2 separate regions of the Hordeum vulgare genome follow, and region 2 is linked to region 1. Evidence: chromatin contacts called from public Hi-C data. All regions are on one chromosome and are shown on one strand. Each heading gives the region's core, a stretch centred on a gene start, on an enhancer-like site or on the middle of the called end of the contact. The rest is flanking DNA. Distances are from core to core; before and after follow the strand shown.

Region 1 (4,523 bases), core at 1,186-3,685:
GGAGAAGTAGCTAATACGTCATTGTAGATACGCCCTTCTGGAAAGCTCATTTCAAGAGCATTTCGATTTCTTGGGTCATAAATGTGACAATTTGAGCTATCAAAAGTCAAAACAAACTGGTAGTTTCCTTTTTCTTAATGATTAGTTGGTAACATTTTGAGTAGTTGCATGTATGCTATTCTGTGAGTTAAGTGTTGAAATATGGTTATAGGAAGTATTGTGCAATGTACAGTTGCAACTAAACTACTGAAGTGTGCATTAATCTTGTACTTGAACTAATTGCCATTTTTTATTGTTTACTGAAATGGTTACATCCTTCATGTATGTCATGCAAGGGTTGATTTAGATATATGGTTACATCCATCATGTATGTGTGCACCTGCCTTGAACTTCAGTTTGTTTGAATGTGCTATCCAAAAAACCATTATCCATGTAGTTTTGCACGAAAGGGAGCTTCCAGGCATGAACTAGAATGAGACATTTATGTTGAATACTTCAATGTCGTTTACAGATTCAGGTTTTAACATGTCTTCAGATTTAACAGGATGCATTGTTTTATGCTATTTTTATCATTTTGATGTTGCTGTCTCTACCAGTTCATTCCTTCATCATCTGTTTTGCAAGGATTGTCTTTAGATATATTACTGAGATCGGCACCAACTTTTTTTGTTTACTGTGTCTGTGCTAATGTTTTTTGTAGGAACATAAGAATTCACTGGCAAGGAGAAAAATTGCCGGGTTGAAGTAAGGGCAGAGATCTTGTTCTCAGCAAGGTATACCTGACTTACCTATTACTTTGTTTCATACATGTGACTTCTATTCTGGATCGTTATGGTATTCAGTTACTAGTTTCTTTTGCACCCTCACTTGACACTTACCTATTCCTTCACTATTGGTTGGTTGAACTTGAATGATTCTACAGCATCACCTGATTAATTCTTATTCTTCTGTTTGTATCTTAGTACTACTCGCTCCGTCTCAAAATAAGTGTCGCAAAGTTGACACTAAATTAGTACAAATTTTGTACTAGACCAGCGACACTTATTTTGGGACGGAGGGAGTATTTGTTTTCTTGCACGTGTGTGTTGGGCTAACACACTGGAGTAGGGATCTTGCTTTCCATGTACTCTCGACCGCTAGTGAATAAGTATTCTTGTTCTTAGGGAGTAGTATTTGATTATAAAATGTTGTGTCTTCAGTGCCCACTTATTTTCCGCTGTGCTGTGCGGTGGTATAACCGTATAAATGTTTAATGCACGTTATCTGGGATCATCAATGAGAAGACCCTTAATCTGAATTTTAAGGTCTCCACATTCACTCTCCAGCACATAGCAGATTGTAATGCTTGATTTGAATGTTAGTGGTGACCCTTGATTGTGACTAGCGGTCTGATGGTACGTTGAAATTACTAGAAGCTTGTTATGACTTTCTTTTCGTCTTGTTTTGCAGCGCGTAGAGGCTCTGTAAGAGAGGTCGCAAGATTCGAAGCCGGGATCTTTGAACTGTATCTTGAGTTGAAATGCCCTTGGATATCTGAATGCACTAGTTTGTCCATGCTATGCAGATTCAAGTCCCATTTGGGTTTGCCATTCTAGTATGCTTTTATTTTATATCCAGTGGAGCTGTGACTTGGTGCTAGTTGGTGCCTGGTTACCGAATCAGCGTTCATCGACCCATGCTTAAAGTAGCATTGCTGACCCTCTTTGATACTGTATCAGAAGATGTTAAATACTCAATATAAGAGCATGGTTAATAGTAGTATAGTCAACAATCCACATCACCTATAGCCAACCTAATAGCCAACATGTACAATAACTAGTTATTAAAATGCGTTATAAAAAGTTATTAAAATGCACTCCCTCCGTAACGAAATATAAGACGTTTTTGCTGTTAATTGCTTGAATTATCAATATACATGTATCAAAAAGAAAGAAAGAAAGATAAAACTTAGCTGATGTGATACCTTCTTTTTTTTGAGGAAAAGAAAGAAAGAAAGATAAAACTTAGCTGATGTGATACCTTCTTTTTTTTGAGGAAACCTGATGTGATAGTTTCATTTGCTTGATCGCTCGCTTGCATTGCATGAGGTCACTGGGTTCAAAGTTCCATTTGTCTCTACGTTTCCGCTCCGTACCAGCACGATTGTACTTCCTCTGTCCCAACGTTTTTTTACACTACATTAGTATAAAAATGTATTCTTATATTACGGACGGAGGGAGTACTATTTTCTGTGCGTTGACATTGTCGACCATTTTCTTCTCAACCGAAAAAGATATACGTCCTAGTTCCGTTGATGGCGATGGGCCCCGCTTGCCAGAGACGTGCCTCCCATCCCATTCTTGCGGAGGAGGCTTTTAAAGGTTATAGCGAATACCCAACAATCTCAAGGACCGAACCGCAAAACAGCTCAAGTAGTGGCCATCTCCACCGTCCCTTTCTCCCTCCCCCGTCCCGGTCTCCTCCCTCTTTCGGTCTCGGAATCCTTCCTCCCTCCCCTCCCCTCCGTGTCGCCCGCGCTCCGCCGGATCGCAATTCCGCATCCGCCCGCCGCAGCCCCAGCCTGCCACCCATGGCGCGGCGATCCGCACCGCTCCTCCGCCGCCTGGTCGCCTCCGCGCCGTCCCTCCCTGGCCACGGCGGCGGCGCGCGCCGCACGGTGACCTACATGCCCCGGCCGGGCGACGGCACCCCGCGCCCCGTCACGCTCATCCCGGGCGACGGCATCGGGCCCCTCGTCACAGGCGCCGTGGAGCAGGTCATGGAGGCCATGCACGCGCCCGTCTACTTCGAGACATACGACGTCCACGGCGACATGCCCGCCGTGCCGCCCGCGGTCATCGAGTCCATCCGCCGCAACAAGGTCTGCCTCAAGGGCGGCCTCGCCACCCCCGTCGGCGGGGGCGTCTCCTCCCTCAACATGCAGCTCCGCAAGGAGCTCGACCTCTTCGCCTCCCTCGTCAACTGCGCCAACGTCCCCGGCCTGCCCACCAGGCACAAGAACGTCGACATCGTCGTCATCAGGGAGAACACCGAGGGCGAGTACTCGGGCCTCGAGCACGAGGTCGTCCCGGGGGTCGTCGAGAGCCTCAAGGTATGCCTGATCGTTCGCTCCCTGTTGTTTGTTTGGAAAATTCACCTCCAGTCCTTCACCTGTTCATTGGTTGACGTCTGGTGTGCCCTTTTTTTTTGTCGTTGGCTCTATTGCTGGTACATGGTATATGATCGGTGGATTTGGCATATCATAGTTAGTTAGTATACATGGTCAAGAGGAAGGTTTTCCGTTGCAAAGTTGCCACTGTCAGAGTAGATATATGATTTGTCTGTCATGAACTGATGCTGTCAGCCGGTTATCTACCACGATCCGTGTAAAACTGAGTTATCTGAATTTGTGACCAGGATGATGTAGATTACTAAGATGCTGTTAGAAATGAATGTACTGTTTGCTTGATAGTTTATATGATCATTGCAGTCATTCATGCCTCATAAGGTTGAAATTGCTGGTAGATCCGTGTAATAAAACTGTCAAATGCGGACTGCAAATCCTCAGTCTCGTTCTGGCAAGAATTGTGCTCCAGTGATTCACATGTGCTCCGGTTGTCCAAACTTGTGGTGTAGCTTAGCAGGTTTGTAGAAACCAATTTATCTGAACTATTGGGTCGGTGTTAACCAGGTAAATGATGGCGGTATTGTCTGTATTTGAGTAATTTCCTTGTTTACTGAGAAGTTGTAATATTCATTTAACATTATGCATTTGCGCTTGACTGGGCTTCAAAACTCATTTCCGAATTTATGAATGGAGTAATCAGTACAAAACTCTGTAGGCCTTATCTAGAATACACTGTCGTTATGTTGGTCAAACCATGATGTGACTGCCGTGAGGTTGGTATCTGGATGTATTTATCCCAGGAGATAATAGCCAATAGGTACTCCCGTCCCAAATACACAGATGGGTGAACTTGGCGTCTATTGACCTATAGATTCATGTGCGTATGCTATATCAACAGAACATGAATATCATGAGGTTAGATTGGTTTCCATTATTTGCAAATAGACCAAGATACGCAAAAAATGTGCCCTGTCTATGTTCAGAATATTCATCATATATGTGCTTATTTTCTTGCATTTATGTTTCCATGCAAGCCAATTATCAGTCCTGTCTTAGATGATGTGAGTTTGCTCAAAACATTATCTATGAAAACAATTGCTCGACTTGTGCTTTCCTTTTAAGTCTGTTTTGTTGCCTTTTTGTTACTCTTACTGATTGGGTTTAGGTGATCACGAAGTTTTGCTCTGAGAGGATTGCCAAATATGCCTTCGAGTATGCTTACCTTAACTACCGGAAGAAAGTCACAGCAGTGCATAAAGCAAACATCATGAAACTTGCTGATGGTTTGTTCTTGGAGTCTTGCCGTGAGATTGCCGCTAAATATCCAAGTATTGAGTATAACGAAATCATTGTTGACAACTGCTGCATGCAACTTGTTTCAAGGCCTGAGCAATTTGATGTTATGGTATGTATCTTA
Region 2 (4,867 bases), core at 2,212-4,711, 610 kb before region 1:
CATGTGGTTCCTCACCAGCTGGTGGAAATGCTGCAACCCTGCCCGCTCCAGAACTAGGTCTTTGCCCAAATCGAATTTTGTCATCCAACTCAACTGTAAGCAGATCAAGCTGCTTTTCCATCTGAGATATCTTCTCAGACACTTCTTTTGCTTGCTCAGAACCATCACCTACAATGGCCTCAATTTCCTTCAAGTCCACCTTGAGAAGGTTGATTTCTTCTTTCAAATTCTTCTCTTCTTCTGACTCCGGCCTGAAAAATAGGATTTAAGTAAACACCTAGAAGGTGAAATAATAGACTTCTCAAAGAAAAGGTATGGTTCAAGCAAACAGCAGCACCTAGAAGCTAGAAGAATAGGGCCTCTCGAATTACAAACATGTCCATTTGACAGGATGAAGTATCACCACAAAGCAGTTCATTTACTTCATCGGAGTGTCAGGTTAAATATAGGAAGTGCTGCTATAAATATCTGTATGAGTAGTTCCCTCATTTATTCTAGAAACGAGAGTCAACCACGAACGTGAGAAAGGTGGAACCAGACGTCCATTTATTCATATATATCAGGCCCATAATTTAATGAAAAGTACATGTGTCAAAATGATTCAACCATCATGTCAAGAGATCAGCTTATCAGAAAGCAAGACAGTAGTGAATCATCATAGGTTGAAACTAAATAGTACAAAATCAAGCTAAGTATGCATTTCTAGTTAAGCTTCCTTCACAGACATGTTTAGGCAATCACGAGTCCTAAGATAAAAATAAGAATCAATTAAACTCTTTACAATGTACTCCCTCCGTAAAGAAATATAAGAGTATCTTATATCTCTTAACATGGCTGTGATTGTAAAGTAGTGATCTTAACACTCTTAAATTTCTTTACGGAGGGAGTAGCAAATAAAGCAATAACAAGTCCAGCTAAAATGATTCGCATTCAGATTATTAACACAAAGGCCCTAAAGGAGACAGAAACAAATGCCGTAATTGTAAACTGTCACCAGCGAAGCACATGAACAAAATTAGCCAACACTTAACCAGATTGTGCATAATAAAACTACTTAAGTACTGAGACGACATAGAAAGCCCATATAAAAAATGGGCAAAATAAACATTTTTTTGTTATTCAAAATATACTCCATCAAATTATGGACCGGAGTAAGCAGTTAATTAGCTAGAAACTTTATAAAATTTACTTAACCTTGTATGATGTGGTTATCAAATTTTATGTCTAAAGTAGAATGCAGATTACAAAATGAAAATAAATAAATAAAATAACTCGGGTCACAGGATACTAGCAAATTAGCAAGACAAGAATATTTCGGGAGCCTTCTTCTCACAATCACATAATGCAGCATTTTGTATGAAAAAAAAATATGACTAAAACAAATATTCGACATACCTCTAGAATCTCAGTAACCTATAAAAGACTCTACATTCAAGGCTTGCTATCCATGGGTCATGGCATCAAAAAACAATGACATAAATTTATTGCCAAAAGGCATGCTATACTTGCAGAATATGACCGGCATTCCCTGCAACCCTCGCTCAGTTGCTTACATACTTTCATATCCACAAGGAAGTGACAACATCGAAAAGCTTAAATGCAATCGTCTAGGCAAACAGGTTTCCATATTACCACTAGATTCAGGACAAACAATATTATATTTAGCCATAGCATTGATGTAAATTTCAACATACAATACTCTACGTCAATTCAGATAACTTCATAATATCCACGATCCAAGATGAAAAGATGCCTAAAATCACCAGAAGTAACTTCACATTTGTTATTGTGGGATTTATAAAACAAATGTATTAGAAATTGAGCATTGATTTTCTGACAAAATTGCATATAAATTTTGTCATAGTGGTCAGTTTCAAACTTACAGCAAGCATACTCAGATATGCCAAAGGCCAGCCAGTTGTTGCTTAGCAAAATTATTTCTTTTGCGCAAGTTTATAACATTCTTACTCATTATGTCAGCACTTCCAGTTATATATTATGAAAAGAAGCACTACATGTTATCAAGAGGCGGGCTAAAATATAACATACCTATTAATTGAACGATGCTCCAGCTCAAGGTCAATTTTCCTCCAGTCTTTTCCTTTCTCCTGCAACACCACTTCCCGTGGCTTGGCATCACCGAATGGATTTACCTTTGGCCGTGCTCTTGGTGCTCCCTCACTCCCAACTGCAGAGACCTGTGATCCAGGGCTCCCAGGGCGGGAGGAATGTGCGCTGTTCGGCCTACTGGAGTGCGAGCTAGTAGGCCGACTGGTTTTCTTCTCAATGTCACCCTCCATCTTCCTCCAATCAAGGCCCTTCTCAGCCAGCACCTCCTCACGGGGCTTTGCAGCTCCGAAGGGGCTTGGTCTGCTACGTGTGACCTCAGCAGCTGGCACAGCAGCCGCTGAGGGATCACGTTTTGGTGGATTGAGGTTGAGGCGCGGCCTATCACCATTGTTGGTCATAGTAGGGGCAGAGACGCCACCGCGGACCCAGCGATCAGAGTCAGATGGCCCTGGTGAGTCACGGAAACCGCCACCAGATGATTCTCGGAAACCACCACCAGATGATTCGCGGAAACCACCACCAGATGATTCGCGGAAACCACCGCCTGGTGATTCACGGAAACCACCGCCGGTTCCAAGGCTAGGGTAGCGCGACGGGAGTGGCTTCTTGTCGCGCGACCAGTTGTCTATGTCATCTGAGCGGCCGAGCGGAGACGCGCCACTGAGTCTATCACGCCGGCCAGAGTCGGTAGGAGCCGGCGAGAAACTCTTGTTCTTGCCCCAGTCGTCCGACTCGTCGGCGCGGGAGCGCATATCGAGATCCGAATCCCTGCTGGGCCGGCGTTCGTCGTCGAATCCGCCGCCGCGCTCCCTGTCGCCGCCATAGGAGCGGAACCCGCGGGATCGGTCCTGCTCTTCCTCGGAGCGCTCCCTTGGGCCGGTGGGGAGCATCATCATCTCCTGCGGGGTGAGGCCCTTGGGCTCAGCGGGGGCGGCGCGGCGAGGCGCGCCGGCGGCCCCATAGGTGGTGAACTCCGAGAGGGAGAGGGTGGTGCCCTTCTTCTTCTTCTGCTTGCCGCCGCCGGCGACGACGGCCTCCTTGAGGCTGGGGAAGCTGGCGGCGCCGCCCGCGGCGGCGGGCGGGTCGGGCGCGGGGAAGGACGCGGCGTGCTCGCGCTCCTCGTCCTCGCGCTCAGCGTCGAGCGCCCAGGCGCCGACGCCGCCCCAGGGCTTGGCCATGGCGTCGGCTTCGCGCTGCTGCTGGCGAGATCTAGGGTTGGGTCGGTGCTCAGGAGCGAACAATCGAGGGGGCGATTCGTTTGGGTGCGTTGTTGGGTTGGGTGGGTCTGAGCTGGGGGGTTGGCTGTGCTTTTGATTCTGACGGAACGGGAGGCCGTCGTGACCCACTCGTGGACGGTCGTGGCTCCGCCGTCGGATCGAGCTCGGCTTTCCTCTGTTCTCTCCTGTCTGTATACGGCTGGGAATAATAAACAACGTAAAGGCGTCTCATGCTTATATCATCTGAAATCTCGTGATTTCCGTGTATACATTTTAAAAATACCTATATATTAGTACTTGATTCAGAGTTTTGTAAAAGATTCAAACTTAATATCAAAATTCACGGAAGTACTGAGTACCTCAAACATAATAAAACTTACATCGAAATTCCGAGTTCACCGAATGATCACTATCGCCACCGGAATGAGCCGTCGATGTTGTTATTATCGCTCTTCTATCGGAGAAGGTTTAACTTTGTTGATGACAGTCAGAAAAGTTTGATACACATGCTCCAAGGACCACCGCCCTCGAGCCGTTGTCGCTTTTATTGACCCTTTCAACAAATCTGAAACACTCCACATCAAATCTCTTCACACGATAAGAAACACTACCCTCACTGCCACGAGGAGATGGTGGAATTCTATGCCAGTGCTCCATCAATTACGTCCAGATGGACGAGCTCGAGGAGGATCGAAGCCCGAAAGATATACTCGATGATAAAGCGTAGTCATCTGTTCAAACATCAACATGCGAGGACTTAACAATCCTGACCTAACCTACTAGCCAGAGCAGGGCATCAAGATTTCACTCCCTCGTGAGGACCTGCAAGGGCACGAAGCTATCACAATTCACGATAAGTAGAGTATATTGATCCCACATGAAGGGATTGCACACTTAACTACCAACCACACAACTATGTCGACACACAAATGGTTACGTTCACAACCAAAGCGTTATGTGAAAATATTCTACTCAGTGGTAGCTAGCGAAAACAATAATAATGGTAGTTTTGTCTAATCAACTAAGCAAAAGGTAACACGTGAATAAAACAGTGAATGCTCTCAAGGTGTTCAAAATCATTACTACCCACACGTTCTACGGATATCTAAACCATTTTCATATATTTCTTTGTGGGTGGAACCTGGTACGGTATAGAACGTCAAGCGTAGTCAATTGTATCATGCATGCCACCATTGTTCCTTCCCTAACATGTTACCATTGGATAACTGATAGAAAAACAAATAATCATGTCGTTATTCATGGCATCATCAATACATAGGCATTATGTCTGCAATAAGTATACCGTTAAACTTACTAATGCCTACTATTGTTACTCCATCAATCAACCGTCATCGAGCATGCATCTACGATATTAAGTTCATAACAAACAGGGTAATGCTTTAAGCAAGATGACATGATGTAGACAAACCAAGACCAAATAATATGTCTAGACCCCATCATTTTATCCTTAATAGCAACAATATGAATACGTGTCTTGGTACTCCTCCCGAGACAGAATGAGGACACCGCATGATTGAACCTACAAGTATGCAACACTCCCTCTAAAGATCTACTCATCT

Evidence for each region. Hi-C and Micro-C count contacts between places; a contact is called where the count stands out from the background.
Region 2: a contact with region 1 is called in a Hi-C map of seedling, with 5 times the contacts expected there. The contact joins the promoter of LOC123427012 here to the promoter of LOC123427010 in region 1. A contact is called at or near these places in 3 of 6 Hi-C or Micro-C datasets (leaf and seedling) and 1 of 1 datasets of contacts at active chromatin or transcription factors (embryo).

What each region holds. Positions count from the first base shown.
Region 1 is chr2H:527,759,469-527,763,991 of MorexV3_pseudomolecules_assembly, reverse strand. It overlaps LOC123427010 (isocitrate dehydrogenase [NAD] regulatory subunit 1, mitochondrial-like), which reads left to right and starts at 2,435. Exons shown (of 4, transcript XM_045110939.1): 1 at 2,435-3,091; 2 at 4,284-4,511. The coding sequence starts at 2,570. It overlaps LOC123427011, which reads left to right. Exons shown (of 3, transcript XM_045110940.1): 2 at 701-773; 3 at 1,450-1,761. The coding sequence ends at 748.
Region 2 is chr2H:528,367,868-528,372,734 of MorexV3_pseudomolecules_assembly, reverse strand. It overlaps LOC123427012 (eukaryotic translation initiation factor 4B1), which reads right to left and starts at 3,461. Exons shown (of 3, transcript XM_045110941.1): 1 at 2,050-3,461; 2 at 1-251. The coding sequence starts at 3,248.